Regions from separate parts of the Hordeum vulgare genome. Here region 1 is linked to region 2. Evidence: chromatin contacts called from public Hi-C data. All regions are on one chromosome and are shown on one strand. The core of a region is the stretch at or near the end of the contact, and the rest is flanking DNA. Distances in the headings are between cores, read along the strand shown. Region 1 has its middle 150 kb from the start of LOC123445254. Region 2 has its middle 95 kb from the start of LOC123445254.

The links. A called contact is a pair of places that touch in the nucleus more often than the background predicts.
Region 1: a Hi-C map of leaf shows a contact between it and region 2, with 2.8 times the contacts expected there. The contact joins two enhancer-like sites. A contact is called at or near these places in 2 of 6 Hi-C or Micro-C datasets (leaf and seedling).

What each region holds. Positions count from the first base shown.
Region 1 is chr3H:575,957,616-575,961,643 of MorexV3_pseudomolecules_assembly, forward strand. No RefSeq gene overlaps it. Among protein-coding and RNA genes, the nearest start is that of LOC123445254, 150 kb to the left of the region's middle. Within about 2 kb of position 2,521, at least 3 of the 3 cell types and tissues checked have open chromatin away from gene starts, as enhancers often do. A contact at or near this core is called in leaf and seedling, where this site is marked.
Region 2 is chr3H:575,903,568-575,907,419 of MorexV3_pseudomolecules_assembly, forward strand. No RefSeq gene overlaps it. Among protein-coding and RNA genes, the nearest start is that of LOC123445254, 95 kb to the left of the region's middle. Within about 2 kb of position 2,219, at least 3 of the 3 cell types and tissues checked have open chromatin away from gene starts, as enhancers often do. A contact at or near this core is called in leaf and seedling, where this site is marked.

The DNA of each region.
Region 1 (4,028 bases), core at 1,271-3,770, 54 kb after region 2:
ATGGCTACTAGGAAGCATCGGCTTCATTGTATCTTAATATACATTAAACACATTAGAAGCATGGATTATTTTTTCAATTGCAAGCATGATCAGATGAGGAAAAGTTGTGCTTCACAAATAAGTTAAAGAATATACAATTGACTTGATAATATTAAAATAATATGTGTGAATATTACCGGAACCATGTATAAGGATGAATTGCTTCGAAGGAAAAAAAAGAAAAACTAATTTGTCAATCTAATTCTGGACTATTGATACAATCTATCTGGACTGAAGTAAAATGCTTCCAAAGCAAGGATATATTGGGAGCATCTGATTCATTCAAAAACACAAAAGGGGGTAGTGGTTACAGCTTGCCAATCCATACGCAAGTACAAAGCACATAGCGGATTTACATGAAGCATCGATATCTCTAGCAAAAACAAATCTTGTAAGCACAACACACATGTGGCCTAGTGAAAGCATACATACAAATCAAAAAATGAATATTGGTATCCTTGGGGCAAAAAGGACCTTTGGCACTGCTGGTTCTCGTACCGACGGATGTTCTCCGGGCAGCGTGGTTAAGCACAAACAACGCTTTGGTCATAGTGGCCACGGGCACCGCGCATCGGCAACGATGGTGAGGTGGACCGGGGCCGCATCAACAATTGGTAGCATTGGAGTGGGTCAAATCTAGGCTGCGAGGTAGACGGTGAGCACACCCATTAGGTGAACTCGAAGCACGGGGCCCGGGAAACGAATCTGAGCAGCACTGGCGGTGCAAACAGGTACGGCACCCAGCTGGGTGGAGGGAGAGCTTTGCGGTGAGATGGGACGGCAAGGTCAACAAGATCAGGGATGAGCTCGCCCATGAGATGCGAGAAAAGCTGGGGTGGATGGGTCGGGCATGTGGGGCATGCGAGATTTACTCACGTATCCGTTTAAAAAAAGATTTAGTCACCAGGTCCAGCGAGATTAACTAGAGACGTGAGCTTAATTGAAGGAATTGAAGATTTACTTCTAAATATGGACCGTGGGACTAGAGAAGAATGTACTACGCGGGAGTCGTCTAAGGAAAATTTCATATCAGACTTTTGATAGGAAGCGTTTACCTATACATCTCTAAGAATTAGATGGTCCATGAGAGAACAAAGCACATTGATGTCAAATAACATTATGTTGGAGACATTGTTAAGGTAAAGTGAAGATAAGCAAGATTAGAATTCATGCTAATCTTGTTGATATATTGATAAAGCCAGTTTGTATTGCTAAGTTCGAGTTTTGGTCCGATTTAGTTGGTAAAACTCATTAGAGCTTAAAAAAATGTTCGACGAGAAGGTTCTCATTAATGCTACATGATTTGCCTCAAGGTGAATTGTGTAGCAAATTGAAATATAAAGATAAAAGCTAACTTCTCAGGAGTGAGCGGAGCGATGCCTGTCGATGGTAGGCTTGGCCGAAGCACGGCGTACGATTGAGCTGATGTCATTTCCCCGCATGCTACATTTGATCCACGGACATTTGATACATGACATTGGATGGAAAAAAATGTTCACACGACACATTAGAATGGTTTATTTACGTTTTGATGAACCGCGTTGGAGTTAGCCTAACCAGCGATCGAGCTGATGTCATTTAGAGCATCTATAATGGAATCTCTCGTATCCACCTCAAACGTCAGGACAAGCCGTCCCGTCAGTGACCGTCCAAAAAACACAACCCATCCGGACCCCTTATACCCATCTTAAACGGTGAGACTCACCGACACCCCTCATATTCATCTCAAATATGAGGATGATACGAGGGCTTGCGGACGCGTCCTATCAGTCCGCCACGTAGGACATGACCCCATCCTGGACCACCTTTTCTCTTTCCTTATTCATTTTTTCACCAATCGCGTGCAAATGACGGGACATATATAAAATAAAAAATATGGTTGCACGGATGAAAAAATAGTGATTCAAAATGAACACGCCCGTTTATTGATCGGATGCGTCCCATGGTATGGGGTCATATTTACTAAGTCCACTCTTACCATCGTATTTGTGGAATGAGTATATTTGATCCACGCACGCATGCAACGGATCGAACGGGTAGCCTAGCTCAAACTGAGGGGGTGTTAGTTTCGAGGGACTTTTTGGTGTAGGGACTAAAAAAGTCCCTTTTAATCCCATGTGTAACAAACATGAGAGACTTTTAAGGACTAAAATGGAGTATTTGGAACTAAAGGAAGAAGTCCCTATGGAAGAATCGTTTTGAGATTTTTTGATACTTTTTCTAACAGTGCCACTACTTTTAGCATGTCATTTAATAACTTCTAGTACATTACTAGGAATAACATGATATTTTTGCATGACATTTAATGATCTCTAGTCCTTGTTTAGTTCATAAAAACAAACGGACAGAGACTAAGGATTTTTTAGTTGGGACTAAAAGAAGTCCCGGGACCTCCGATACAAACAGGCCTGAACAGCACAGATAAAGGGTAATAAAGGAAGTTCATGAATTAAATGGTGTCTCCTCCACGTGGCCGTAGGTGCGGACGACCAATGGCCGGGTGACAGCGCGAGCGCACAATTCATCTACAGCGCATCGATCATCGCTACGCTAGATATGATAGCTTTCCGTGCACCATGTCATGTCATGTCACGGTCCCTTTTCCCCCTCCGTTTCTTCATCGGGTACGCGCGCTCAGCTGCCGCAAGAACAAGCGAGGGAAGGCACACATGACACAGGTCGACCGTCGTCGTGTGCAAGGGCAGGGTGCTGGCTGACGGGTGAAAACAACGGGTCCATGCCACATGTAGTAGACGGGAAGGTACTACGAACAATACAACAACGCATCACACATCACACGTACGTATGTACGTACAGCCTGACCCTGACCTGACCACACCATGCTTCTCTGCTCCGGCGCTCCGTTCCCTGTTGCCGACGGAAACCAAAGAGAAATGCAAGTCAAGAACCAAAATAATTAGTTAGGCGGCTTTGCTTCGCTCTTCCGTTACCACTTTCCAGTTTAATCATGCAGTTAGAGTAATTTTAATGAGGCGATTCATTTTGTCCGTGGCCATCCGTTTGGTTCAGCGCGAACAAAAATGATGGCCTAACGCGTCGATCCATTGTCAAAACGCGTATGTTTAGCGTGCGCGCCGATCCATTTCCGGTCCAAATTTGGGACTGAAATACGTCGGCGCGGACGCACGCGCTCCCTCGATGGATTCGAAGAGGATTCCGGTGCCGGTTGTGCCATGGTCGGCGCGGGTGCATGCGAAGGAGGTGACCAAGTGATGACGTCAGCTGCCGACTCCCCTAACTGGAAGGTGTGGTTAGCGGTGGAGCACGAGGAGCAGGGCCGCTGTGGCGTGCGCGAAGTGCAGCCAGGAGGCCCTCCGCCGCCCCCGCCTGTCGTCAGTGACGAGGACCAGGAGGCTGAGGCCGCCTACATGGCGGCGCTCACTGGTGTCCTCCGCAACAGCGAGGAAGAAGCGCGGCGCATGGCCGAAGAGGAGGCGGCGTACCAGCAACAGCTCGCGGAGGCCATGCCATTGTCGGCTGCCGGCGACTGCGTCGTGCCACCTCCGCCGGAGCCCGAGCCCGAGCCCGCGCTGCCGCGTGAGGTCTATCAGTGGACCGGCGTCGTCCAGGAGTTCGTCAGCGCGCCGCCCATCTGGCTAGACGCGACACCGCAGCAGGAGCAGGCCTACCTCGAGCACTGGAGGTCGGTGCACCTGCGGGCGAAACGCGACGAAGGCTTGCGCCTCATGGAGCTGGACAAGGAGGAGGAGGAGGAGCGGCGGAGGCGGCGGAGGAGCGTGCCCGTGCTGCTGCACTGCCACCGCCACCAGCACAACCCCGGTCGGCGGGGCAGACGACGGAGGCGCAGCAGCTGCGCTGTGGAAACTCGGTGTTCCCCTGGGCCGGCCCTGCGCCAACGTGGCCCTTGACGACGACGTTGCCGCCTAGGGCTGCATGAACATAGTTTTAGTTTTTTTTATTTAATATAATGCGAACGCGATGCGTGGACTATCAACGGCCTTCATGGT
Region 2 (3,852 bases), core at 969-3,468:
CCATTTCATGGAAGCCGGTTTAGACTTTCTCAAAAGAAAAAAGTAGCGCATCGATGAGATCCTGAAGTCAAATCACGGCCGCAACGGCTCGTCTCCTCCACCTCGCAATCCCCCTGTTCTTCCTGCTGTTTGCACTTAACCTAGCTATAGCTATATACCAACGGCAGTAATCATGTATCTGTACGAGCTTGAGTGATTAGTAACCGATGAAAGCCCGGAGTGCAGTACGCGTGCAGCTGGATGGCAATGGTGCATGCATGATACAGTACATTTTGCTAGGTTGCAGAGGAAACGGCCAGCGGCGACTCGAGGAAGGCGACGACGGGCGACATGCAGCCAGCACAAGCAGCGGCCGCATCGATCAATCCGCGTAGCCCCGCCCCGCGCCTGTCCCGTATTCTGTAGCCTTGTATTGTACGTAGTGTTCTGAATATCTGATTACAAAAGATTTGACTGTGTATCTTATCTCCGTGGGGTTCGTCGTTCCAAATGTCGTACTCCCTCTTGGAAAAAAACGGCATCTGAATACTTATAGTTGAAGAGAGCTAGACTACAGAGGGAAGTGAATTGAACTGGCATCACGTCAAGCATAATGAGAGCATACTGATCTGATGCACGGGTCGCTGCTAAGCTGGCACTCAAGCTGCTTTCTTTGCTGCTAGCTAGCTACCCAGGAGCAGGAAGTCATACGTGCTGCAACCTGCCTGCCTGCTTCGTGCACTAAAATATATATGGCAAATTTCCGTTGATCTTCTGCAAAAGTTTAACCGGATAACTATTTCAGGATATGATCTTTTTTCTATCAAGGTCGATGACGATAGGGTATAGAAACCTACCGTCGAAGTAGGAGTAGAATATATAGCAGGAGTAGCGGGAGTAGCTTCTTACTTAATTACCTTTGGTTAGCCTCACGGGATCAATTGCATGCACAGCACAGTAGGAGTGCTCCATAGTTAACTCTTGCCACAGCCTTTTTCAGTCGATCGATCCCACCATGCAGTCTGTTTCGTTCAAAATCTCGAAATTACTCGTACGGACCGGAGCAGTGCTATGATGCTATCTGTTTCCTGCGCTTATAATAGCTACTCCTAAATCCTAATTCGCTCAATTACTACAGAATCTTCAAGTAGATCGCGTCCCCGTCGCAAAACCAGGGACAGCAGCTGGCAGCTGCTCCCGTTCACCAGACAATCTGGGAGGCAGAGGTATCCCCAGCGCAAGTACGTCCGGTCAAAGATAGTGCTCCCGTTATATGTTCAGTCCGTTCGTGTTTAATCAATCCATCCATCGGCTAATGCGGTTGCATGACGATGGTTGGTCGTTTGTTGTATGTTCGGGTCATGCATCATGCAGAGATATTGAGCTGCCCGTCTCCAAACCGGCAGGATTCCACGAGGCATGCATGCAATTTGACCAGGAATACGTGTGTGCTTAAATATTCCTCGAGCAAACAAATACGTGCTGCACTATACCAAACATGTCTCGTGCTCTTTATTTGGTGGACGAGCTCCAGGGACTCTTTATAGCCTTATTATTCGGTGTTGCGCCGCGCGTGTCACTACTCACCAGTTAATGGCGCCACCAAACCATCGACTGATTAGCCTTTGATTAAACGCTCCATCCGCTGACTCGTACGTAAGTAGGAGTACGTGCTGGATGGAAACGGCGAAACGTGTGCGATGACGATGGGTGTACGACCAGGTGCGATGCATCTGATTTGAATCCAAGTACTGTAGTTGGGTTTGCACAAATGTAGGTAGGACACTTCGGAGTCCCGTCCCCCTTTGCGCTCCAAAGGTGCGGCGCATTTGTTCGGAGTAGGTATAGATAGACAGGGCTGCCACTGCCTCGCCGTGAGTTTGAATATGACCCCCAAATAAAGGGTCCCACGACACGAATGCCCACCATCCATCTTGAAGGTTTTTTATTAAAGAAAACCTAACATGTTGCATGTCGGAGATACAGAAAAGAGAGTGCAAACCAAAATGTAGCCTCCATGGTCTCCTGCTACCAGCATGGATATGGAAATTCTAACGCTACAATTCTTCTACCTCTGCCTCAGCTTCTGTCCCTTTTTGGCTGTGAACAAGTGATAACAAGAGGAGGAGAAAGAGAGCACTGGGATAAGACGAAGGGGATGGCTGTTAACGGAATGCTCCCTGGCCTAAATGGTCCAATCACACTCCGCTCATCTTTAGGTGGCTTGTCTCTGTTGATCTCTTCACAACACGCATGATAAAAAAGGCCAAGGAAGCTAACGGCAATGATCTCAGTGGAGGGCCCTGCACCCAAGCTAGCAGCTAGCGATAGACAAACCTTTTCCCGCTCACCATCTCGCATCTGCATCTCCACGTTCCCCGGTCACTTTCCCGTTCTTATTATTATCGCCACTGCATGATCCTGTACGCACGCGAGAGCATAAAGTTCGTCCGAAGAGAGTGGGGAGAAAGAGCAGTCTGTCTGCCTGAAATTGAGGGCCTTAACAGGGTTACCATGTTTTCACCTTCAGTATCAACGGGGAGATTAATTACAGTCTAGGACGATTATCATGAGCTTAGACTCGTGGACTACCACATGTTGGCCTAACCCCATCCAGTCATTTTCAGCTCCGAGTGCTCTCTTGACGAATTTTTTTGGAAATGTCTAATGTGCAGAAACTGATGTGATGTGTCTGTGGGGACAATTAAACACGGACAAGGAAGGAAGATTAAAATTATTGCATCTCTCCCCTCCGATGCCGCCTCCCGTTACTTTCAAACCGCGCGAGCTATTTATCTTTTGGACATCACATCACATCACACCACGGCATGAAAGTGAAGCACAACTTGAGCTAGGCAGGAAAACATAATAATTCTTTTGCGGTGGTAAGCAAAGACTAGCTCACCTACTAGTTTATTGCGAGTTGGGCGTAATTGGAGCAACATCCTTAGTTGTATTATTATGCAAAGTAATCTAGTTTAGACACGTGGCGCGTCTCGAGGAGGATACCCGCTCAAGGAATGCTTTACGTCCCCGTCACCTGGACCTTAAAACACGTACTTAATCCAGCCTCTCTCCTGACGTGTTCCTCAATGCTAGCTACTCTCTCCGTTCATAAATATAAGTCTTTTTACAAATTTCATTAAGGGGCTACATACAAATTAAAATGAGTGAATCTATACATTAAATTATCTCTATATACATCGTATGTAGTTCTTTAATAAAACCTCTTAAAAGACTTATATTTAAAAACGGAGGGAGTAGCTAGCTAAAAGTGGATTCCATAATACCGCATATAGATGGGCATTTTAAATCAGGACACCCAAAATCAAACTACTCACTCTGTTCCTAAATATAAATATTTAAAAATAATAATATGAACTATATAAAAAGTAAAATAAATAAATCTACATTTTAGATATGTTCATATACATACGTATCTAGTCTGTATATAAATATTTGAAAAAAATCTATATTTAGAAACGAAGGGTGTGTGTCTTCAAATAGACGGATAAGCATGTTTACGTAGGTCCTGGACGATGATTTGTTTTGCCACTACAGTTGGACTTAGCAGCTGGTTAATACACATCTATGCAGGTTTCCTTTGGGCGCTATGTAGGCAGGCTCAATAATTTTGTAGGAGCTAGCTACTAGTACATGTATGGATGCAGTAGTACAAGTACAGTACAAATGGTCAAAGAGCTAGCTAGCCATTGGTCTAGATGATCTCTTCGATCTAGTACATGTCCTAGCAATGTCTAAAAAGACTTATATTTCTTGTTGTATGAAAAAGATGTCTAGGCATAAACAAGAGCTTTGAGGGACCCTAAGAGCTTGCTGATAACTATTCTAATTCAAAAGGATAATTGGAAA